7 separate regions of the Mus musculus genome follow, and regions 2, 3, 4, 5, 6 and 7 are each linked to region 1. The links are chromatin contacts, called in public HiChIP or PLAC-seq and promoter capture Hi-C maps. All regions are on one chromosome and are shown on one strand. The core of a region is the stretch at or near the end of the contact, and the rest is flanking DNA. Distances in the headings are between cores, read along the strand shown.

The links. Promoter capture Hi-C pulls out the DNA fragments that hold promoters and counts their contacts. HiChIP or PLAC-seq counts read pairs in DNA pulled down with a chosen protein or histone mark.
Region 2: a contact with region 1 is called in a promoter capture Hi-C map of hippocampal neurons, with 2.4 times the contacts expected there. The contact joins the promoter of Car4 here to the promoter of Synrg in region 1. A contact is called at or near these places in 1 of 39 promoter capture datasets (hippocampal neurons) and 1 of 115 datasets of contacts at active chromatin or transcription factors (pancreatic cancer cells).
Region 3: an H3K4me3 HiChIP or PLAC-seq map of embryonic forebrain shows a contact between it and region 1, with 6 times the contacts expected there. The contact joins the promoter of Pigw here to the promoter of Synrg in region 1. A contact is called at or near these places in 4 of 39 promoter capture datasets (the C10 cell line, cranial neural crest, hippocampal neurons and 1 more), 1 of 484 Hi-C or Micro-C datasets (B cells), 1 of 115 datasets of contacts at active chromatin or transcription factors (embryonic forebrain) and 2 of 9 other capture datasets (adipose tissue and liver).
Region 4: a promoter capture Hi-C map of neutrophils shows a contact between it and region 1, with 2.9 times the contacts expected there. The contact joins the promoter of Slfn3 here to the promoter of Synrg in region 1. A contact is called at or near these places in 2 of 39 promoter capture datasets (neutrophils and pre-B cells) and 1 of 115 datasets of contacts at active chromatin or transcription factors (memory CD8 T cells).
Region 5: a promoter capture Hi-C map of pre-B cells shows a contact between it and region 1, with 3 times the contacts expected there. The contact joins the promoter of AI662270 here to the promoter of Synrg in region 1.
Region 6: a FOXA1 HiChIP or PLAC-seq map of pancreatic cancer cells shows a contact between it and region 1. The contact joins the promoter of AA465934 here to the promoter of Synrg in region 1. A contact is called at or near these places in 6 of 39 promoter capture datasets (the C10 cell line, hippocampal neurons, liver and 2 more), 4 of 115 datasets of contacts at active chromatin or transcription factors (astrocytes, bone marrow-derived macrophages, memory CD8 T cells and 1 more) and 3 of 9 other capture datasets (adipose tissue, liver and macrophages).
Region 7: a contact with region 1 is called in a promoter capture Hi-C map of hippocampal neurons, with 2.7 times the contacts expected there. The contact joins the enhancer-like site here to the promoter of Synrg in region 1. A contact is called at or near these places in 8 of 39 promoter capture datasets (the 3T3-L1 cell line, the C10 cell line, the HPC-7 cell line and 3 more) and 1 of 115 datasets of contacts at active chromatin or transcription factors (astrocytes).

What each region holds. Positions count from the first base shown.
Region 1 is chr11:83,963,015-83,966,144 of GRCm38.p6, forward strand. It overlaps Synrg (synergin, gamma), which reads left to right and starts at 1,417. Exons shown (of 20, transcript NM_194341.2): 1 at 1,417-1,532. The coding sequence starts at 1,462. Ddx52 (DExD box helicase 52) reads left to right here. Exons shown (of 15, transcript NM_030096.2): 15 at 1-74.
Region 2 is chr11:84,956,268-84,959,397 of GRCm38.p6, forward strand. Car4 (carbonic anhydrase 4) reads left to right here and starts at 1,487. Exons shown (of 8, transcript NM_007607.2): 1 at 1,487-1,674. The coding sequence starts at 1,620.
Region 3 is chr11:84,878,698-84,881,827 of GRCm38.p6, forward strand. Pigw (phosphatidylinositol glycan anchor biosynthesis, class W) reads right to left here and starts at 1,588. Exons shown (of 2, transcript NM_001077636.1): 1 at 1,531-1,588. Myo19 (myosin XIX) reads left to right here and starts at 1,473. Exons shown (of 25, transcript NM_025414.4): 1 at 1,473-1,814.
Region 4 is chr11:83,189,776-83,192,905 of GRCm38.p6, forward strand. Slfn3 (schlafen 3) reads left to right here and starts at 1,555. Exons shown (of 3, transcript NM_011409.1): 1 at 1,555-1,633. It overlaps Slfn4 (schlafen 4), which reads left to right. Exons shown (of 8, transcript NM_011410.3): 8 at 1-441.
Region 5 is chr11:83,221,875-83,225,004 of GRCm38.p6, forward strand. It overlaps AI662270 (expressed sequence AI662270), which reads left to right and starts at 1,702. Exons shown (of 4, transcript NR_015519.1): 1 at 1,702-1,777; 2 at 2,336-2,436; 3 at 2,578-2,757.
Region 6 is chr11:83,290,017-83,293,146 of GRCm38.p6, forward strand. It overlaps AA465934 (expressed sequence AA465934), which reads left to right and starts at 1,683. Exons shown (of 3, transcript NR_028363.2): 1 at 1,683-1,817; 2 at 1,958-2,081.
Region 7 is chr11:83,417,163-83,420,292 of GRCm38.p6, forward strand. Rasl10b (RAS-like, family 10, member B) reads left to right here. Exons shown (of 4, transcript NM_001361568.1): 3 at 690-814; 4 at 1,398-3,130. The coding sequence ends at 1,668. Among named protein-coding and RNA genes, the nearest start is that of Rasl10b, 9.0 kb to the left of the region's middle. Within about 2 kb of position 1,654, at least 60 of the 459 cell types and tissues checked have an H3K27ac peak or open chromatin away from gene starts, as enhancers often do. A contact at or near this core is called in hippocampal neurons, where this site is marked.

The sequences.
Region 1 (3,130 bases), core at 167-2,666:
ATAGATGGGATAAAGATTTAAAAAAAAAATCAGGCTTCATTTAAATAAACTGCTCTAGAGAATAAAAACTAAAAGTTTGTAATTGTTTTGTTCTTGCAGAGAGTTGAGTCAGTGTATATCCTGAAGTGGGTATACACTTGAAACCATTGCGGCTGCATTTTCATTTTAGACCTTCAGCTTTTCCTGTGTTTTAAGAGTAAAAGTGCCTATCTCTGTGTCTGAAGCTTTGTATGCTAACAGCACCACTCTTTAGCAACTAACGGCAGTGATGAAGTATAGAAACGATTATGTGGTATGGGGCTGTGATCTCAAAGCATCCTAACAAGACTCTTAACACAGGTGGGGAGTGTCCTTGGACGGATGCAGATAGAGATGGTAACAGATCGTGTTGATAATCCCCATTCAGTTATTTTCTCTTTATTTTTTCTGAGCAACCACCCAGTCCATGAAGTAGCTACAAAACTTGTATCAGCTTTTTTTTTAAAAAAAGGGTCAGGAATGGATTTAAACTCCTATACATATCAGTAAGGACTCTCCTATATAAATGCTAGCTTTGACCAGGGAAGAGGAAAAGTGAAATAGTAAACAAGACCAAACAAGGAAAACAGATCTCACAAATAGTGGGCGTGGTCCTAGTTAAAGGACCAAGGACTTTGAGGACATATTGGTGTGGACACACTGCAGCTCCAAGATCTGAGCATATTACAAGAACTTCTTTCAAGATTTTTTTTTCTCATTTCTAAAATAGCAGTAATAACTCAGGGACATCAGACTATTAAATGCACATAAAACTGGTCTAGTAAACTAATAACCTATTATAATTGTCTCAGCGAAAGCTGTAAGGCAAGAAGTGGCAGGGACTGGTTGTGATTGATCCATTATCTAAGAGCTTAACAAACTTACTTTCAACACATTTTACTTCCAGGTAGCTTGGTTAGGGTTGGAGGTGTCAAAGTAAAAATACCCTGTGTAGGTTCAGCATGTGCTCACGGTGCCTCACTATGGCAAAACCGACCACATGAGTAGGGCACCTTGGAGGATATCCTCTTCGTGTGTATTGGGTCCATGTATGCTCTAGATTGACTTAAGTAAAAGGTACTGTCAGTGTCTGTAATAGATGCTGAAGAGAGAGTGCCAAGGGAAACAGCTGTAAAGGCCCTCTAGGATCCGACTGCTGTGTAAAGGAACAGCAGAAAAGCACCTGTGTTCCATCATCTGGTTATATCAGGACCTACTGTGTGCATTAGTGCAGATCCGGGTTTGCAAACTAACTACACCAGCCGCAGTGCTGTGTCTCCTGCAGAATGCCACCGGGGCGCGCCGCTCGTGCCCGGGGGCCATGAAGTCACGTGGGCGCGCAGCCCCGCCCCGTCGTCGGCCCCGACTTGGTGGGGCGGTGTCTGCCCCGGAAGTGCCTGTCTTCGGCTGACAGCTGCTGGCGCGGCGGCGGCCCCGAGCAAGATGGCGCTGCGGCCGGGAGCCGGAGCCAGCGGCGCGGCGGGGGCGGGCGCGGGGCCCGGCGGGGCAGGCAGGTGGGTCGGCGGGGCGGGCGGAGTGGGCAGCCATGGTCGGCGGGGTGGGCAGGTGGGGCCGGGCGCAGGGGCGGCGGTTGCGGGGCGCGAGCGTCCTGGGGACCCGCGGGGAGCGCGCTCGGGTGCAGGCGCCACCGCACCTGCCGCGGGGCCTCGAGCGCCCGCGAGTCCCTGCTAGGCTTGCTGGGCTCGAGCTGCTGTCGGAGCGAAGGCTGTGACGGTCTAGTCGCAAAGCTGGAGGAACCGTTTTAAGACTGTACAGTACTGTCTTTCCTCTCATAGAGCGTCCTGTCCAGTCCTTTTTTCTTTTCTTCACATACAAATAGAAAAATCTGAAGACCTTTGAATTAGTAATTGTCTTGAGATAAAGCCCGTTTAGTAGAAAAAAACATTTGTCTGACTCCTTTTAAAATAGACATTTTGAAACAAAGAAAATTCACTGACCAAGAGCAGTATGCTCCTCTTAAAACAAAAGCTTCCAGACTTTATTGAGCTCCTTTTAAAAATAAAAATCTGCTCTTTGTTCTATTTCAGATAATTTTTAGGCTATGCTCCCTGTATCCAGAATGGTAAAGGGGTGTTTGTAACTCAAGTTCATTTTCATTTGACAAAATGTTTGATTCCAGAAAGTCTGCTCCCCTTTCTATCATGACTCAGTTTGTGTTTATTTAATTAGCTGACATATAGCACACACATTCCGAGATAAAATTAGCTTTTATTTTTAAATATCCTAAGTTATCTTTGGAAAGCGAAGTATTTGGGTTTTTTTTTTAATGTATAGTTTAATTTTGGAATCACCTACACTTCAAATGTGTAAAAGATTTTAAAGTAACCGTCTCCTTCAGGTGCATATTGTGAATACACACACACACACTCATTCACGGAAGGAAAAAAAGCAGTCACTTGAATAAAGCAACGGTGTGTGGCCAGGTTTTCTGCTTCCTCTACAGTCTTTGACTTTAAACTTAAAACATTTTCCTTCCTCCTCTGGTTTTGTCACTGTTTCGTTGGGGTCTTTCATTAGTGAGCATTAGAAATTGCTTTTGCCTGCAGAATATATACAGGATGACAATTTCTAAAGTGGCATTCTATTAATCTAATCAAATGTATGAGTAATAATGGGACCAGTCCTAGAAATTTTCAAAGAATTTCATGTTTTAGGCACAAATGTTTTCAAAAAAAAAAAAAAGGAAGACCCCCTGGGCACAGAAAAATTCAGTGTGTTGCTCAGTTTGGTTTGTAGTATTTTAATGCCACTGGTCCAAGGAGCTGCACTGGAGAATGCCTGTAATCCAGCTCTGAGGAGATGTAGGCAGGAAGATCAGGAGCTCAAAGACATGCTCAGCTATCGGGAGAGTTTGATGTTAGCTTGGGTACCCTGAGATCCTGTCTTAGGGGAAAGAGCATGGGCAATAAACTCATGTGCACTCCAACAGGTAGTAAATCCATAGGAGACACAAAGTGATTACAATGGTTGTTGAAGGGTATTTGGTGTTACATTTGTTAGATACTTTTGGGGGCTGAGAAACTGTATACTCAGGAATATTTTGGTTTGGGGAAAGCGATACTAAGAGCTGAAGTTATCTATAAGAAACCTA
Region 2 (3,130 bases), core at 237-2,736, 990 kb after region 1:
TTCAAATAAGGCTCAAAGAGCGTGGAATGCCAGGATCCCAGGTTAGAGGTTAAATTCCAGAGCAGAAGCAGACAATGAGACCCTAAGCCTGGTGAGGACACCCTCCTCCAACCTCTCTGTAGGATCAAAGCTGCCGGTGTAGGCTGTGATCCTAGGCCAGAGAGAGGAGCAGGCCAGACTCAAGAAGGGAGGAAGCTCCTTTGCTTGGATTGTTCTGATGGAGTCGTTCCCCTACAGAGGTTCAAAGGCTGGTGCTGGGGCAGGGAGAGGGTGATGTGAAGAGAATTTGGCAACGGATAGGGAAGTAGCTGGACCAGAAAAATAGGGCTTCCTGTTGATGGAGGAGTCCAGGTGTACTGCTATTCCTTGTTCATCTCCCCAGACTTGTCCTAGAAACTCCCCAGGGATGCGCAGACTCCCCATCTGTGAGATGTAAGGGACCTCCACAGAGAGTAACAAGTAGTGCTTGCCTGGAAGTGAGGCCAGATCCATTTCCCAGATATGGGAGACCGTTTACTCTTTGCTGAGGACTCTTCCTGTCTGATGGGAGAATTAGGGATATATCCAGATCCTTAGTTTTTTTTCTCTTCCCCAACTGTCATCTACTGTCATCAGATCTCAAAAGCACCAGTCCTTTCCCCTATGACATCGTGGGCTTTTCTAGTAAACCAATTTTCTACTGTGTCTCCGTGCCCCCTCCTCACTTTCCCATCCCCTTAATTCCATACCCTTTCCAGCCCCCCGACTCTCCACTCCACCCCATCTTCTTGGCTTAGCACAAGACCCACCAGTAACCACGTTTTAGGGAGCTTAGTTCTAGGTAGGAAGACGGGTCTTGGTTTCTTTAAAATTGAGTTTGGATGTAACTCAGTGGTAGAGTGCTTGCCTAGTATGAGAAATAGGGAACGAAAAGGAGTGGGGGTGGGGAGGAGGAGGAGGAGGATCTTCGTCGTCGTCATCATAACCATCATCTCCAGTCCCGAGAAAGAAAACGCAAAACAAAATCAAGTTTGGAATAGCCAGGAAGGAAAAAGATGAGACTGGAGCGTCAGCTACCGCTTCCTCAAAGAGCCTCTCACCGGGCATCTCTTCAACAAACAGCATTGCAAAGCTTTCAACCGTCTCGATTCTCCGTCTCCCTGAGACCATTTGGCTCCATCTTGCCCCAAATCAAGTTTATTACAAGGACACACTAGGAGACCCTGAACAGTTGGTGGCAGCATGATGGAAGTTACGAGTCTGGGAAGATACCCCGTGGGTCAGGTACCTGAGGATAGCTCATCTTTCTTCCGGAATCAGTTAACAGGAGTAGGATGGGGGCAAGGTGGGGATACTCCGCTTCTAAGCCCTGAAGATGCGGAGTGGGTGAGGGGTCTTTTCGCCATGGGCGAAGGTAGCAAGGTAGCAAGGTAGGCGGGGAGATGATTCTTTCCGATCTGAGACTGGACAAGGCGAAGAGAGGCTCCGCCAGGAGGAGGAGCCGACTCCCACGTCTAGCCGTCCGGGCTCCCTTAGGTCGTGGCTCTGCTATAAAGCCTCCACCAGCATGATCGCGACGCCTAGGGTGGCTTCATTGGTGATTGACCCTAGGCTGGGCAGCGTCTTTCCCCTCAAGCACCATGCAGCTCCTTCTTGCTCTGCTGGCGCTGGCATACGTGGCCCCCTCTACTGAAGGTATCCTCGGGTGACCCTCTGCGCCCCCAGGACCCGGTACCCTTGCTAGCGCGCTCCGGCTGCGCGTTGTTCGTGCAGGGAACCGTGAGGCTGCAGCGGACCTGGTTGTGTGAGCGGGGGCGCCTACACGTGTCCGCGGGAGGCTGCGGGAGAGGGGGATGTGTGCTCGCATGTGTGTGGCCGCGGGGTGTCCGCGTGTTGGACGCTCGTGTGATCTGTGGTGAGGATGCTTCTCTGACCCGCCTGGATCCACGGTCCTTTTCGCACCTTGGTTCTCCTGGGTTTGCCCGTGGGTGGCGAGTGGCCGACTGTCCTGCAGAGACTCTGAACCGGTAACTGTTGCCCACCCAGAACAAGCGCAGCAGGTTGGATGTATTGGGGTCCCGGTGTTCCCTTCTTCTGACTCTAGGGTCCTGCCCTCTGAGCTTCAAGCTCCCTTCTCCCCTTCCCCCAGTGCTGGATTGGGAGCCTGGCGGGGGGCATCCTAAGACCCAAGTCCCTGGCCAAGCCGGTCTTTCCAGACAAGGTGATTTTCGTTTAAAGATTAATGGTGAGACCGAGCTCTTAATTATTCTTCTAGGTGGGAGGTGGAGGTAGAGGCGTGTTAATATTTGATAAGGAGCTAAAGGCGATTCTAGCGGTTGGCACCTTCTCCAATACCCCATAGCTCTTCACGAAGACTTCATCTCTTAGTCCGCAGGGAAGCTTTCCCGTCCAACGGGCCAGAACTCCCTTCCAGAGTTGGGTGCTCTGCCCTGGAATGGATAGTGGGGCGTACGGTGGGGACGTGAGGGGTCTCTCAGACCAGAAGGAGAGAGAGTATTCCCCGTTGCAGGACTTAGTTTGGAGGATGTAAGGCATCTTGCAACAACTCCTTCTTAGTGGAGGGAAAAGAGCAACTAATATAATGTTAAAGGGCGGAGTGTGTGTGTGTGTGTGTGTGTGTGTGTGTGTGTCTAGGGGTTGGGCACTTAAAACGACTTAGTAAAAAGGAAAATGTTTTTAAATTAACCAGTGCCTTGTAGCTGTTCACGTTGGTTAAGACGTATAAAGTATTCTGTCGTTTACAAACCGGGTTTAGTAGTTGTGTTCCTGGGTGCTGTTTTAAGGATAAAGAGTATAAGAGTTTAGGCAGTGTCCTTGGGCTCTGGGCAGAAAGCACTCTACAAGAAGGTCATGAGACCTGGCCAGTGACCTGGGGCCATGTAGGTAGGACTCCATCTCAGCTGACTTCTTCACACAACAGTTCCCATTTTAGTGGCAGGACCACCTTCCTTCATGCATAGTCCTGGCGGAACTGGAAAGTGCACAGGTAGCTGGTAAACAAATCCTCAGCATTAAATCCCAGAGAGAAGGGATATCCCAGCCCTTTGGAGCACTGAGATTCCTAGCCAGGTAGTTCGAAGACTTTGCTCGGGGCATACCCTGTTCTGCTGAACTGGTTACTGGAGTCTTT
Region 3 (3,130 bases), core at 338-2,837, 920 kb after region 1:
CACCCATACGGAAGCTCACACCTGTCTGTAACTATAGTTTCAAGGTATCAGACACCTTCATACAGACACACATGTGGGCAGAACAGAACTTCAAGCCCTACTGGTTTCAATTCATGGACAGAACTGTCCTGACTCTCCTAGAACCTAAGATTATAGGAAGAAGTCAACAGTGACACACGAAAAGTATGAAAGTTCTAGTACACAGTTTTATCTTCAATATAAGGCAAATTCAAAACAAAAGTTGCTTAGCTCCCAAACAACTGTGTCTTGTTTTTGTTTGTTTCCTTGAGACAGTTTCTCTGTGTAGCCCTGGCTGTCCTGGAACTGTTTTGCATACCAGACTGGTCTCAAATTCAGGCCTCTGCCATGAGAGTGCTGGGATTAAAATCATCACTGCCCAGCTCTTTTTGTTTGTTGGGTTTTGACAGTGTCTGGCCATGTATCCTGAAACTTAATATGTAGATCAGTCTGGCCTTGAACTCACAGAGATCCACCTACCTCCCCGATCCCCTGCAATACCTAAAGGCATGTGCTACCACTGGCTGCCCTTCCAGAGGTCCTGAGTTCTGTTCCCAGCAACCATGTGGTAGCTCACAACCATCTATAACGAGATCTGGTGCCTTCTTCTGGCATGCAGGCAGAACACTGTATACATAATGAATAAGTCTAAAAACCACCACCACCACCAACAAACCATGTGTGTGGGGGGGGGGGGGGACGACTTCAGGGAGAGAGAGAAGTTGTAAATGTATTTTAGAGTTAGGGCCCTTGGTTTCAACATTGGGTACATAAAGAATGCATGAGCCTCGGGTTGCTCTTTTCCTATTTTACACACAGCCATATTTTCAGATTAAGAAGCAGGTGGACAGAATGGATGCACAGTGCATACCAGCGCCAGTGGCTTCTTTTTAATGCAACCTAAAACCTGTCACATTTTAATGTCTGAAAAGTTGCACCCTGAGAGAACACATCCGACAGTCAGATGTGAATTGATGTCCCTGACAATACACCAGCACCTCACCGTAAGTGGCCCTGCTCTTTTGGCCTTTTAAGTTTTTTTCCTGGCAGACCTGGCCACAACCACGCCCTGCCCACGACTGAGGGTCTCCGGCGTGGACAGAACAGGCTCCCACCGCAAACTGCGGGCACCCTCCGCTTCCGCCTCGCGAGCCGCGCTTCCGGCCGTCGCGGCTCAGCCTGTTCTTCCGGGACCGCAGATTCCGCGCGCCCCCGCCGGGGATGGCAACAGTCCGCACCCCGCCGAACTCCCCACGCCCTTCAGGGTCTTGAGCTGGGTTGGGCCGGGTGCTCTCCAGACCTAGCCGCGCGGCGGGTCCGTGGGAGGGGCGTCTCCCCTCCGCCCCAGGGCGAGGCGGGTTAGGTAGAGGGTCCCCGGAGCCCGCGTCAGCCTCGGGCACCGCGACCTGCAGCAGAGCAGCGCAAGGGCTCTCGGGAACCGCACTTTCCCACCCAGAACTCGGGAGGCCACGGAAACGCCACACCTCACACCCCGGACTCAATAGACCTCACCTCGCGAACAGCCCGCTAGCCGGAGCCGGCGGCCTGGGACGGGCCACGTGCGTCCCGCGCCGCGTGTGCACGCCCCGCCCCTGGGGAGGAGCCGGCGGGCTCCGGGCCATCGAGCCGCGGTTGCAGTGCTCCGCCAGGCGGCCTGGAGCTCCCGGCTTTCTCTCCCGGCCGCTCCCGCGCTCTCTCTCCTCCACGGGCTCTTCCCGCTGCCTCACCCTGCCCACCCGCCCTTCCAATCGGCCTGGGCTGGGACTACCACGCTGGGCGCCCGGGCCGTGGGACCGGTGAGTGCCACTCTCCACCTAGATCCAAAATCCCACACCGCCTGAGGAGGTAGGGAGGTCGGTGAGTCGCTCAGCTAAAACAGAAGGAGGCGTCTCACTTTCTAATTCAGCATTTCTCTTTTTACCCTCTTATGACCAAGGAGGAGGTAACACACAGCTCGTGGCTTTTGCCCAGGGCAAGGACCTTCACGGTCACTTTTCAGCTTGCCAGCAGGGGGCCGGAAAGGGGGTGTTTCTGGCTGACCGAGGCTGGACGTCTCTTTCCTTGTTCTACCCAGGGACGGCGGGAGAGACTTAAGGAAACTGCGCCCTTGACTAGGGTCATAGCCACCTTCCCAGAAAGGACGCGTTCTCTCAGTACCAGGTGCTTCCGGAGTGGTATCCCGGCCCTGGGCACCTTGGGCACGCTGCCAGTGCTGGAAGTGCTGGATCCGTCCAGGAATCTGGAGCAAAGCAGGCTGAGCCCCCATCCTCACCCCCCAGGACCCAGCTCTTTTCCTTATAGCCCTCCTTCTGTACTTCTTACAAAAAGAAATCCGAAGCAGAGGCGGAGAGGGTGGCAATCTGGTTACCACTTGCCTTGACTTGGTTGGTCCTTCACATACTCATTACTCTCCTCTGCCTACTGTGGTCACACCCTTTCCAGAAATTCTTGGTGGTAACCACGAAGAGGAGGGAGCAGGAGAACTGGAGAAAACTGCTTTGATCTGATTTGACTTCAACCAGGAGCTGACGCTGCAAAGTAATAACCAGCATTTACCAAGCTCTCTCGCAGGTCTCGCCCGTACGAGCCATAATTTTGCGCTTTGTGGTATGGTATTATACCATTGGCAATTGTATAAAAATGAGGCTTAGCTCCTGTAATATATTCTAAGAAGGTTGTGAGCTTTGGATTCTAACTTAAATGCGCTGTTGTGGTCTCCTGACTGGCCTCCCTCTCAAGATCAGCTTCCAGTTGAGTCTCCAGAGACCCTTGGGTGATGGGGTACAGTGTACACAGTGATATTGCCTAGCCCAGCCCTGATTCCCTTTTCTTCTTGAATTTTACCTCTCCCTGTTTCATGGCCATCCCTGGTCCTGCTTCTTTGGAGACTAGGTGTGTTCAAAGCTTCAAAAAGTCTGTATCGGGATTGACTCATCAATCCGTTATAGATGTCCCTCATCCTCACGCCTCATTGCTAGGCAGGGATGGGAGTCTGGGACACTCCCGAGTCTGGCTGAAGCTCACCAGTTTTCAGATACTGTCCTCATACAGGTACTCTCAAATAGATTCTTTCCTGGTCTCACCTTGTTTGTTCGAGATAAGGTCTTACAGT
Region 4 (3,130 bases), core at 305-2,804, 770 kb before region 1:
TCCTTTGTAAAGGAAGAAATGTCTTTATTGTAAATCTACGTTTGTGAAGGATAAAATTTCTCGACATTTAGCCCTTAGCAGCTATTGTACATACAGTGGTAACCTGTTGTGACATTTGATGGAGTTCATCAAAAGACTGGTTGCCCATCACGACAGTTCTGATAATGGGGGCTATGAGTTGGGTGTTCACAGGCCCCATTATCCTTAGCCATGTTCTGCTCTGATCTATTTCTTTATCAATACAATTCATCTTTAAAATATACTTCATTTTTTCATGTGCTCTGTCCTCAGATCTGTGTTTTTATGAATACAGTTCTTCTACTTGTATCTTTCTTCAACAAAGCTTCATTATTAACTGAGAAGTTATACATAAAAAAATTTGGATAACAAAGGTTCTGCCATTTTAATATTTCTAAAATAAATGATCTTAACAAAACGTCATCAAATTCTCTTAAAGAATTCTTATTGTTTTTCCAGGATAAGTTTTTCTGGCTTTGGGGTTTTAGTTGTTTTGAAGATTTGCGATTGTGGTTTTCAGAGTTATGGCCTAGACCTTTGAAGACCAAGGAAGTGAGAAGACACATTATCATAGCTGCATGAGCACCTCGTGACACCTGTCACAGTAGCTGGACTAGAGATCACCCTACCATTCTGCCTCCACACAACAGCCACTGGGGCTGAGACACATTAGAAACACTTGTTTCATGGAGGTGACATCAGTGTGAAGTCGTGAGAGTAGTGGGACACATCATGTATGACCTAGGAAGTTGTTGCACTCTCAAAGCTACGGGAACTCACGGGAGGATCATTGGCAGAGAGTTTCAACAAAAGCAGCAGCTGCCTGCCTAATGTCAGCCTCTTTGGGTATCAGGTCAGGAGCTGGATTAACATAGGAAAGTCAGAAGGAGGAACCCAAGTAAAGGATGACTGTAACAGTGTGGGGCAGAGACCTGGGTAGGGACATGAACTGGGAAAGAGCAATGGAGTCCTAGTAATGGCATGCTTGGCTGCAGAGTCAGGTTTTCAGGTCAACAGGACAAACCTTGGGGAAAGACTTAAGAGTGGGAGCCAGTGAAGTGATGGCTCAGTGGATGGAGGCAGCTCCCACCTTGCCTGAGGAGCCCAGCCCCAGGGATCTCTGTGCAGGAGAGAGAGAAAATTGACTCGAGCCAGTTGTCTTCTGACCTCCACATGGTGGTGTAGCTGTGAACACCCAGCCCCCCAGCTACACACAGATACTTTTATGACCTGCTAATTTTTTATAATGCTACATTTTAGGGACTGAAGCAAGTGTCCCACAGAGGTTTAGCCAGTCTGACTAGGAGAATGTAATGGACAGCACTCTGTTTCAGAGGCATCCTTGCATAATCCCTAGAGTGCCAGGCATCCTGGGGAATTCTCAGCTTAGCTGTGCAGCTAGACATTGGAACACTGATGACTGTGCAAGGTCCTTAGCCACTCTGATTTCTGCCTCCCACCCTCACCGGAGCTGGGCAGGAAGTGGATGACAGAACTTCCTGGGGGAGGGACTCTGGTAAAAGAAAGCAAAGGCGCGCCAAAAATGCCTGGGGCCTCGGAGATGAAAGACGGACCTGAACAGGAGCAGAGACACAGAGCTGGCCACACATGGAAGGTAATGCCAGGACTAATCGGGATGAACTAGAAAGTTGGTTGGGAATCTGCCCAGCTATAGGCTTAAGCTTTAAAATACCCAAAAGCCTCTGTGTCATCATTTGTACCGCTTCTGGGTCAGAAAGTCCTGCTATATAACTGAAATCACACAGGGGCCTCTTTAGAAGAAACTGACCAGTGCGGAAGGAACAATATCCTCAGATCATGGAGAGCAAGAGAAGGAAACACAGAAAATAATCATGAGGCCTGAGCGATGTTTTGAATATATCCGCTCCTGTAATTAGTCACCCTCCCTGAAGGCTGTCTAGAAAGGACAAGGCGACCAGCATGTGGTTTTAGTTTCTGCCACAATGCTCACATGAGTCCCTTCTGTATCGCCTGGCTGGCCCTCCCTTCCTCCACATCCAGGCTAACTTTAAAATCCAACCTGAAGGTTTTAAAAATCCAATTATAAGTTAGCCTATATATGAAATAGGGGGGGGGGGAGGAAACTTCATATTAAAAGCCCTGTATAAAATGCACTCTTTACTGCATTGAGTTTGGTCAAGAGTTTTCGTGGCTGCCCCCAGTTGGTTCTGGTTGGTAAGTAACGATGCCCACAGTCAATGCCTGGGCAGGGCAGACAAAGGGGGGACTTTTAGGATTTTCCTGCCAAGAAGCGAGAGGAAAGGAGCAGAGTTCAGCCATGCCAGAAGAGGTAGAGGACAGGAACCATGCCAGAAGAGGTTGAGGAAAGGAGCCTGCCTGAGCAGGTGTAGGACAGACTACCCAACCACAGTGGCCCCGTGAGGAAAGTTGCATTTATGTGATATAGGCCAAGTCACTGTAATGCCCCACCTTAGCCTTCCAACCAACCAACTCTTATTACTGTAAGGTTGGTTCTGTAGTTGTCATTTTAGCTGTCAGTGCCCTCTAGTGTTCAAACAGCAAAGGCAACTACAGCTTCCAAAGACCTCAAATAGAAAGTCCGAAGGAAAGTTGATGTGTTGTTGATGGCGATGTTTTTCCAATCTCATGAGCCTCTTTCTTATTAATTGGTATTAAATTGCACTGAATTAAGTGTTTCAATGTAATATTATCATCTGTGGAATGTCCTTTGGTCATGGGTTCCTCTTTACTCTCCCTTGTCCCTCCACCCACATGATAGACCTCTTCCTACATAAGTCTCCCTAGTGCTTTCATACCCTTTAAAAGCTATATGATGGGGCTGAAGGGATGGCTCAGTGGTTAAGAAGACTGGTTGTTCTTCCAAAGGATCCCAGCATCCACATGGCAGCTCACAACAGTCTGTAACTCCTGTTCCAGGGGATTTGACTCCCTCACACATGCAGGCAAAACACCAATGTCCATAGAATAAAAATAAAACTTTAAAAAATCTTTTCAATAGTGGATGCTCACAGTCAGCTATTGGATGGATCACAGGGCCCCCAATGGAGGAGCTAGACAAAGTACCCAAGGAGCTAAAGGGATCTGCAACCCTATAGGTGGAACAACATTA
Region 5 (3,130 bases), core at 452-2,951, 740 kb before region 1:
TTTAAAATCATGCCTGGGTCTGAAAAAGGTGAGCTATAACCCACTTTCAGAGCCAGCAATAACGAAGAACATTATAGAACAATTTGAATATTACCCATATTTAAACAACATTTGAATTTCTATTATATTAAATCCAGTGTTCAGGAAAACCAGAGGTGAATTCTGAGCACAAGTAACTGGCAGAAGGAATAAGAAATAACATTTATTCTTGAATTCGTGACCAGGCAGAAACTAGCATGCAATGGTCATGTACATTCATACACATAAGATCCACATCTAAACATACAGGGTAGAAATCAGACTCATCCATAGCTTGGACAGGAGCTGGTTCTGGCCTGATGCAGAAGAGGGACAAGGCAGTTTGGCAGTGCCTGGCTTCCATGTGGGACCCCAGGTTTTACAAAGCTCTCCATTGAGCCCGGGGATTTACTTGTGAATCCTTCATCCAACCCCATCCCCTTATGCATACTCAGTGTTCTGAGATGTGAAGTTTTTATCAATGCAGTTTTCCTGCTCCCAAGAAGCAGCTGAAGGTGGAGCTAGGCACCACCTGGAGCCCTGGGTGCAGCTGTGCCTTACAGCCCTGAGTCAGAACATACAAACATAGGATAGATACATAAGAGAGGACAATGACATGTAACGATTGGACTTCTTTCCTTCAGAGGTCCATCAGTCCCTCTTGTGTCATCTAGTTTCATAGCCTTCCAAGTCTTAACACACAAAGATGGATCAGATATTGACTTAAGAGACCAAAATATACATGACATCAAAGACAACTGTAACAAATGACTAGTGTCTCATAGAGGTTCCATCAGTCTGACAAGGAGAATGTAATGGACAGGAGTCTGTTTCAGAGGCATCCTTGCATAATCCCTGGAGTACCAGGCATCCTGGGGAATTCTCACTTTAGCTGTGCAACTAGACATTGGAACACTGATGACTGTGCCAGGTCCTTGGCCACTCTGATTTCTGCCTCCCAGCATCGCCTGAGTGCATCTGCAGGGTTTATGTTTATACTGGGTTTTGCTGGGAAAAAAAAAAATGAACGCAACCACTTCAGGCCAAATTTAAAGCAAACATTTATGAAATATTAAATACGGACCAAGACTACTGAGAGGAGCTTACAGGCTTGCTGTATGGAATCTTCTCAGGAGAGAGAAGACAAAAGGTCATGACTCTTGATTTCATCCACTGGCCAGCACTGAGTAAAACCAGGACTAACGATCTGGCACCAAAGGTAAAAGCAAAATCCTTGTAGTTGAGTTAGGGGTGCATTATGTGAAGGTGGCTCTCTATATACTCAATGTTGAGGGATAAACCATCAGCAAACTAAGCACTAGCCAGACAGCTGAGTGCGAGCCGGATCTTGGTATTATTTCTTTTTTTGTTGTTGTCGGGGTTTTTTTGTTTTTGTTTTTTTGTTTTGTTATGTTTTTTTGTTTTTTTCGAGACAGGGTTTCTCTGTGTAGCCCTGGCTGTCACTGGCACTCACTTTGTAGACCAGGCTGGCCTCGAACTCAGAAATCTGCCTGCCTCTTAGTATTATTTCTGTGGCCTATCAGAGGTCCTATATTTTGTAAATATTAGACCTTCTTTACTTGCTTATTGGCTGTAATAAAGAGCTGACAGCCAATAGCTGGGCAGAGAGTGGAGGGCAGAACTTCCTGGGGAGGGACTCTGGAAAAAGAAAGCAAAGGCGCCAAAGTCGCCTGGGGCCTCGGAGATGAAAGATGGACCTGAACAGGAGCAGAGACGCAGAGCTGGCCACACATGGAAGGTAATGCCAGGACAAATCGGGATGAACTAGAAAGTTGGTTGGAAATCTGCCCAGCTATAGGCTTAAGCTTTAAAATACCCGATAGCCTCTGTGTCATCATTTGTACTGCTTCTGGGTCAGAAAGTCCTGCTATATAACTGAAATCACACGGGGGGCCTCTTTAGAAGAAACTGACCAGTGCGGAAGGAACAATATCCTCAGATCATGGAGAGCAAGAGAAGGAAACACAGAAAATAACCATGAGGCCTGAGAAATGTTTTGAATGTATGTGAGATTTATCACATCCTTCCTGCAACCGCTCCTGTCACCCTCCCTGAAGGCTGTCAAGAAAGGACAAGGAGACCAGCATGTGGTTTTAGTTTCTGCCACAAGGCTCACATGAGTCCCTCTGTATCGCCTGGCTGGCCCTTCCTTCCTCCGCATCCAGGCTAACTTTAAAATCCAACCTGAAGGTTTTAAAAATCCAATTATAAGTTAGCCTATATATTAGATGGGGGGGGGGGGGAGGAAACTTCATATTAAAAGCCCTGTATAAAATGCACTCTTTACTGCATTGAGTTTGGTCAAGAGTTTTCGTGGCTGCCTGTTAGTTTGTGTTACCAAAACGAAACATTGAAACATCGGCATGGAAGTTTCTTCTAGGAGCCTGCCCCCAGTTGGTAAGTGAGGAAACATGCATGCCCCTGCCTGAATTAAGGGGGAGGGTTGGGTACAAAAGCAGGAAGTACGTAAAGATATGTGTTTGCTTCTAATTGGACCTGATGGGAAAGCCAAATGGCTTTATGGGTATACGCCTTTAGATGACTCTGCAAACTACCTCTGCCGCCATTTTCTGGGGACCCGGAGTGGTTCTGGGCAAAATCCTTCATCTTGGCTGAATGAAAAAGAGAAAGAAAGAAAGAAAACATGACTGGTCCTGGTTTTCGGCGCCATGTGTATGAGAAAAAGAAATAAAAAGAAAGGAAGAGGACTGGTCCCAGGTATAGTGGAAGAGAAAGTTTGTGGATTGAAAGGGAGGCAGAGCCACGGGGCAGAATCTTCTTGGAGCGTCCAGAATGAACATGTCCCTAGCTTTTTTAGGAGATGGAGGAGAGGGAGGGAGGAAAGAGAGGTACCAGGTGCAGCAGCCCGGGTTGGCATTTTGTCTAGGCTCTGCCCACAGTTTCTGGCAACAGCCAGGTATACCTGACTCACTATAAAAGGGACTGCTTGCCCCCTCCTCACTTTTGCTCTCTGCTCTTCTCCTCTTGCCCTTGCTCCCTTACTCACTTCCTCCCTCTCCTCATTCCCCTCCCTACTCTCCACGTGCTCATGGCCAGCCACTACTATCTCTGCCTTTCTCTGTCTCTACTC
Region 6 (3,130 bases), core at 433-2,932, 670 kb before region 1:
AGTGATCAAGGGGGAAAGGCCCCTTGTGGGTGGGACCATCTCTGGGCTGGCAGTCTTGGGTTCTATAAGGGAGCAGGCTGAGTAACCCAGGGGAAGTAAGCCAGTAAAGAACATCCCTCCATGGCTTCTGCATCAGCTCCTGCTTTCTGACCTGCTTGAGTTCCAGTCCTGACTTCCCTTGGTGGTGAACAGCAGTATGGAAGTGTAAGCTGAATAAACTCTTTTCTCCCCAACTGCTTCTTGGTCATGATGTTTGTGCGGGAATAGAAACCCTGACTAAGACAGATGGTCTAGTATAGGCAACACTTTGTTACTTCCTATGCTCCCTTTTATTTCTTTGAGACCCTTTGCCAATCCCCTATTGATCATCACAATCCTTGTTTGTCACCTCTCCATTTCCACTGTCATTATCACTTAACTCTTCTTAGCTCTTGAAATCAGTTTCGGAGTGTTTACACTGTCTCACTCTGAACATGCGTGTACACTGTTTCCTTAAATATTACTCTGATCACTTCATTACTTGGCCTCTGAAATATTCAGTCTCCCTCTACTCTTCAAGTTTGCATCCAACTGGTTTGTGCTCTTAGCAAAGTCTCAGCCTGTCTTCCTAATCTCCTATCACTAACACAGGAGTCCTTAAACTTTGCAGTGACTCAGAATTGTTCCTGGAGTGCTTGAAGTATTCTATTGGGTCAGTTATGGGTCACAATCAATTTGGAGTTTTTACTATTACTTTTTTACACTGGACGACGGACGATTAACAGGTCTTTGCTTGTTTCTAGAGTTCACGGAATTTTGAGAAGCACCCCAACAATGATTTTTAGCTTTGCCAACATTTGGAAAACTAGATTTTTCAGCTAACTCATCTTGAGTTTAATAATTTTCTTGATCTTTCTGTCTCTCTATACTTCTGACTATCCTGGAGCTCCCTATTAGATCAAGGTGGTCTCAAACTAAGATATGCTTCTGCCTCCTCCTAAGTACTGGGTTTAAAGGCGTGCATCACCACGCCAGGGGGGAATCAGGAGATCTTAAGGCTCTTCAGGACCTAAATGAAATGTCTCTTCTCCCAGGAGATCGTCCGTGCTGGCCTTGGCAATTTGATATTTAGCTGCACTTTTCTCAGGGCATCTTTAATTATTTAGAATGCCCAATACCAGGGTTTGATTACCAGCACTCACATGGCAGCTCACAACCATCTGTAACTCCAGTTCCAGAAGATCTGATACCTGTTTCTGATCTCTGCGGGCTCTGTGTTGGCATAGTGCACAGACACGAATGCAGGCAAAACACACATGTATAATCACAAATAGATCATTTTTAAAATCTGTTTTTTTTTTAAAAAGTGTTCAAGATAGGAGTCTCTCTCTTCTCCCCATTCTCCATCGAAGCAATGGTAAAATCACTACGCCTAACAGTCGCCCGGAGTCCCGTGAGTAGAGAATTGTGTAAGAAGAAAACCAGCGTCGCTTTCTGAGCAAAAACCACAGGCCTAAGTCGCGAGACACAGACCCAGACGCCTAGAAAGCCCGGGGAAGCAGCCTCCACCTTTAGGTCAGCTCCACCCCTTGCTTTCACTTCACCTTTCGATTGGCTGCTCTTCATGCAGGCACCGCCTTATAGTTGTCACGTGAAGCTCTGGCTGCCGTGGGATTGGCTTACTGACGCGCGCGGGGCTGTGGGATGCAGGCCCGAAGAGGCGGAGGGGAGAGGACGCGGGAAGCCAGTGTGCCCCGGACGCAGTGTCCTAGCGCTCATCGGGTCATCCTCTGCAGCCCAGATTGTCCCTGTCCAAGACTGCGGAATGAAGAATCCAGGTTGGGAGCCGATTGAAGCCCCGACTCCGTCCTCAGTCCTCTTTCCCTACCAAGGATGGCTTCAGGCTCCCGAAGTTGGCGGGTTTGGACTTTTATCTTTTTTTTTTTTTTTTTTTTTTTTTTTTTTTTTTTGCTTTGAGAACCTGTGTGTAAGTCCTCTCTGGTCAGCAAAGGAATCTGTGCAGAGCGCCATGAATTAGAGGATGGGGGAATGAGTGCTTGAAGATGCCCGAGGTATGGTCCTTATCCGTGTGACATTTGGAGGTAAGATGGCGTTATAAATTGTGCTCATGCATTTCTAATTAAAAGCCATGGGATTAGGCTTACCAAGGTCACTTAATTGAACCCTTTTGTTCCAGGCTGTTAACACGCTTCCCCAGTTCTTTAGGAACTCAGTGAGATGGGGCTGGTGGGAGAGATGGGGGAAAACTCGTGAACTGGCGCATAGTTGGCACACCAGTTGCCATGAGATGAGTGCTGTGAGGCAGAGAACTAGGTACCTGCTGGCATGGCAGGAACTTGGAATCAGGTACCACCATGTCTGTCTGGATCTTTAAGCGGAATCGGTTTCACAAACTTTGCTTCTGTAATTCAAAGGGCAGAGCCTTCCTTTGGGATTAATCGAGATAAGGTTTCCTGTGTAAAGTGGCAGCAGTATGGAGAGGCAGAGCTGACAGCAGGAAGGGTTTCTCTGGGGCAGGGGAACACAAGCTCTAATAGTAGATTTGAGAACTTTAATAGTCTAGGTTGGGTAGTCTGTAAGATTCGTTAGGATTATGTTATTAACTAGTTAAGGGGTAAATGGGTTATTTTGGGGTTTTTATTTTGTTGTTTTTAAAAGATTTATTTATTTCATGTATATGGGTACACTGTCGCTGTCTTCAGACATGCTAGAGGAGGCCCATTACAGATGGTTGTGAGCCACCATGTGGTTGCTAGGAATTGAACTCAGAACCCCTGGAAGAGCAGTCAGTGCTCTTAACCACTGAGCCATCTCTCCAGCCCCTTTATTTTGTTTTAAAGACAGAGTCTGTATAGCTAGCCCACCATGGCCTCAAACTCAGGATTCTTCTGCCCCAGCCTCCCAAAGCAGTAGGATTACAGGTGTAACCACCACTGCCCCTGGCTTGATTTTTGTTGTTTTGGAGGTTGTTTGGTTGTGGTGATGGTCTTTCTGGGAATTGACCTAAGGCCTCATTCATTGTTTTGAAATCCCTTGAATACCACAGTAGTTTGTATATTATTTCCTGGACCATGGGGAGAAAGTGGATGCTTTAGTGACTGAATTACACTTTTATAGGTTTAAAGTCAGC
Region 7 (3,130 bases), core at 404-2,903, 550 kb before region 1:
ATCTTTTTCATGCTTGCATTCAGACAGCAACCTGAGGGCTGTGTCAGGGGTAGGTAGGACTTAGCTTGTTTGGGCTTCCGGGGACTGAGGGCTTCAGCACCATGGAGAGAGCTTATCGGCACAGTTGCTGCTGTTAAAAAGCTAAAGACTCATTAAACAAGGAACAGAGGAGATAGTGTGTAACATGAAAATAACCGGGTCCTGACCCTCTTGGGTGCTCACTGCAGTTGAGGAACCGGAAATAGGATAGTTGTAACCAGAGTACAATCCATGGCCTCAGACACAGGAGATGGTGGGTATAGTCCTCTGCTTGCAGGAAAAGTGGTAAATCGGAGCTTCAGCTAAGCCTTGGAACATATTATTGTAGATACAACCATTAGGTCAGGGCTGTGCTGTTAGGGGAATTTATAAATGCGCTTTGAACAAAGGACTGGATGGATGGATCAGACAGATCCAACCCACAAATCCTCACAAAATAGTGTGGTGGGCCAGGAAGTAACCAGCTTGTGGCTTGCTCTATCTATCTGACAGGGGAGGAGGAGTTCCAGCTCTGAGGTCCTAGGGCCTGGTCCTCTGGGGTTGGGGATACAGGATAGAAAGGACCAGTTTGGTGTAGGTTTGACAGGGTGACTGGAGGCTGGGAGGCCTCATGGCTGCTCTGACTGTGGTACTTGCCGGGGGTGTTGCAGGAGTGGGCAGATGCCTGCTGCAGGGGACTCCGAAGCGTCCACGCCTACATCCTGGTCTATGACATCTGCTGCTTTGACAGCTTTGAGTACGTCAAGACTATCCGTCAGCAGATCCTGGAGACGAGGTGAGGACTTCTGACAATCTATTGCTACCTCAGTGGATGCCCTGATGCTGGCCTGTCTCCAAAAGAGGGGTACATGGATGGGGTTGCTGGAGGAGGGGTCACAAGTGAAATGTATTGAGTTTTCTGCTTCCCACGAGTCCCCACCCCCTTTCTTTTTCTTCTCTCTCTCTCTCTCTCTCTCTCTCTCTCTCTCTCTCTCGACAGGGTTTCACTATGTTGCTAGGCCGATTTTGAACTCAAAATCCCCCTACCTCAGGCCTCCCAAATGCTGTAATTACAGGTGTGGGTCTAATATCCCACTTCTATTGACTCATTTGGGATCCCGACTTATGACGTTGGCTATACTAATAGTGAAGAGCAGGGGCTGGGAGTGTATGGTCGCGGATCAGTTTTGACATATAAGCCTCAGTTTTCTTGTCTGTAAAATAGGCAGAACAATAGTGTCGACCTTTTTGGATGAGTTCTTTAAAGATGTAACCTTCCTCAAGGGGTTGGGGCTGCACCTGGAACAGAGCCCACGCTAGCGCGGAGCCCAGTGGTTGCGAGACTGGCAGCGCCCCCAAATTTCTGCCTCCACCCGCAGGGTGATCGGCACCTCGGAGACGCCCATCATCATCGTGGGCAACAAGCGCGACCTGCAACGCGGACGCGTGATTCCACGCTGGAACGTGTCGCACTTGGTGCGCAAGACCTGGAAGTGCGGCTACGTGGAGTGCTCGGCCAAGTACAACTGGCACATCCTGCTGCTCTTCAGCGAGCTGCTCAAGAGTGTGGGCTGCGCCCGCTGCAAACACGTGCACGCTGCCCTGCGCTTCCAGGGAGCGCTGCGCCGCAACCGCTGCGCCATCATGTGACGCCGCGTGCGCCCTGCAGCAGCACTGTCCCAGCGAAAGGCAGGGCAGGGCGGGGCCAGCCTCCCGCGGGACACCAGGGCCAGAGCAGGAAACCCCCGGAGGAGAACTCTGGGCTCCGGGCCTGAAGCACCCCTACAGCCACACACCTCCCCCACGAGAATCAGAGGGTGAGAGGGAGTCTCCCCGCCACTCCCCAGTCCTCCCCTCCCACCTGGGTCTCCCTGGGTCAGTCACCTTCAGTGCTGTAGTGTAGTGCCCGGCCCCAGGAGGGGCCACAACCTGTGGGCCAAGGGGTGAGCTTGTGAAATGGAGGGTGGGGTGAGGAGGTGCTGTCTTGGCCAGGCCCCTGCCCATCTTCTCCACAGTGTATCTGTCTTTACCCCATGTCCCTCTTTCCAATGTCTGTCCTCTCAGGTGTCTGCCAGTCCTCATTTGTCCTGTCTACCTTCCGGTGTTTCTCCCTGCTCCCCAGCTCCGCTCACAGGGCTCTCATTTTGTCCGTCCCCTTGTCGCGGATCCTGGCAGCTTTTTGATGCCAGGCCTTCTCCCCGGCAGCGCCACCGGCAAAGGGCAGAGAGATGCAAGTGTCCCAAGGACCGAAGCCAAGGGGTCCGAGGGCTGAGGTCCGACAGCCGTCAGGGAGAGAAGGCTGAGCTCTCCCTCATCCAGGGAGACCTCCCTGCCCAGCAGCCCCCAGAGACGCAACCACCTACCTTCCAGCCTTAACTCAATGGTCCCTGCCGGGTGCCCCTCACCCCTGACCCCAAAGCCAGATTGCCCCCGGGGCTAAAATTCTTTTTGTTTTGTTTGACGGTGTGGAGAGGAAACCTCTCAAAGGATCATTTTCTCTCCTTGATGCTAGGTCCCACTTCTCTGTTATCTCCTGCACTAGGGTGGGCTGCTACTACGTTGGGGGATGTGGAGTTTGTGGGGGACTGATGGTGGTGGGGAAGATGGTGCCCGGGAGGGGGTCACGTTATGCTAGTGATGATTCTGTGTCCCTGTCCCCACCTCAGTTGAACTGCCTAAGATTCTGCCTCCATCAGGTCTCAGGTTGTTTTGATCAGTCTCTGTAGGGGCAGAGCCAGGAAAAGAATAAGAATGAGGGAGTTGTGCCTGGGAAAGACAGGTGTGCATCCCCACTCATAGGTGGAGGCCTTCAGGATCTGACTGACCCCTTATCCCAACACTAGGTTGACCCTATGCCCTAACTCACCCACCCCATTTTCCCCGGCTGCCTGGCCGGGTTTCTACCTCTCGTCACCGGAGCTGATCACTGTCAGTTTTGTACCGATTTAGAAATAATAATAATGGAGATTCCAGGAATGGCCTGAGGGATTGCTCGGGGACTTGGAGGGAGGGAGGAAGAAGTGGTTCCATGTCCCCTGCCCCGGCCAAAGAAAGTTCCTGAGGCTGAACCCTCAGCCTCAGCCCTGGTCCAGTTGGGAGCATAAGGACCCTT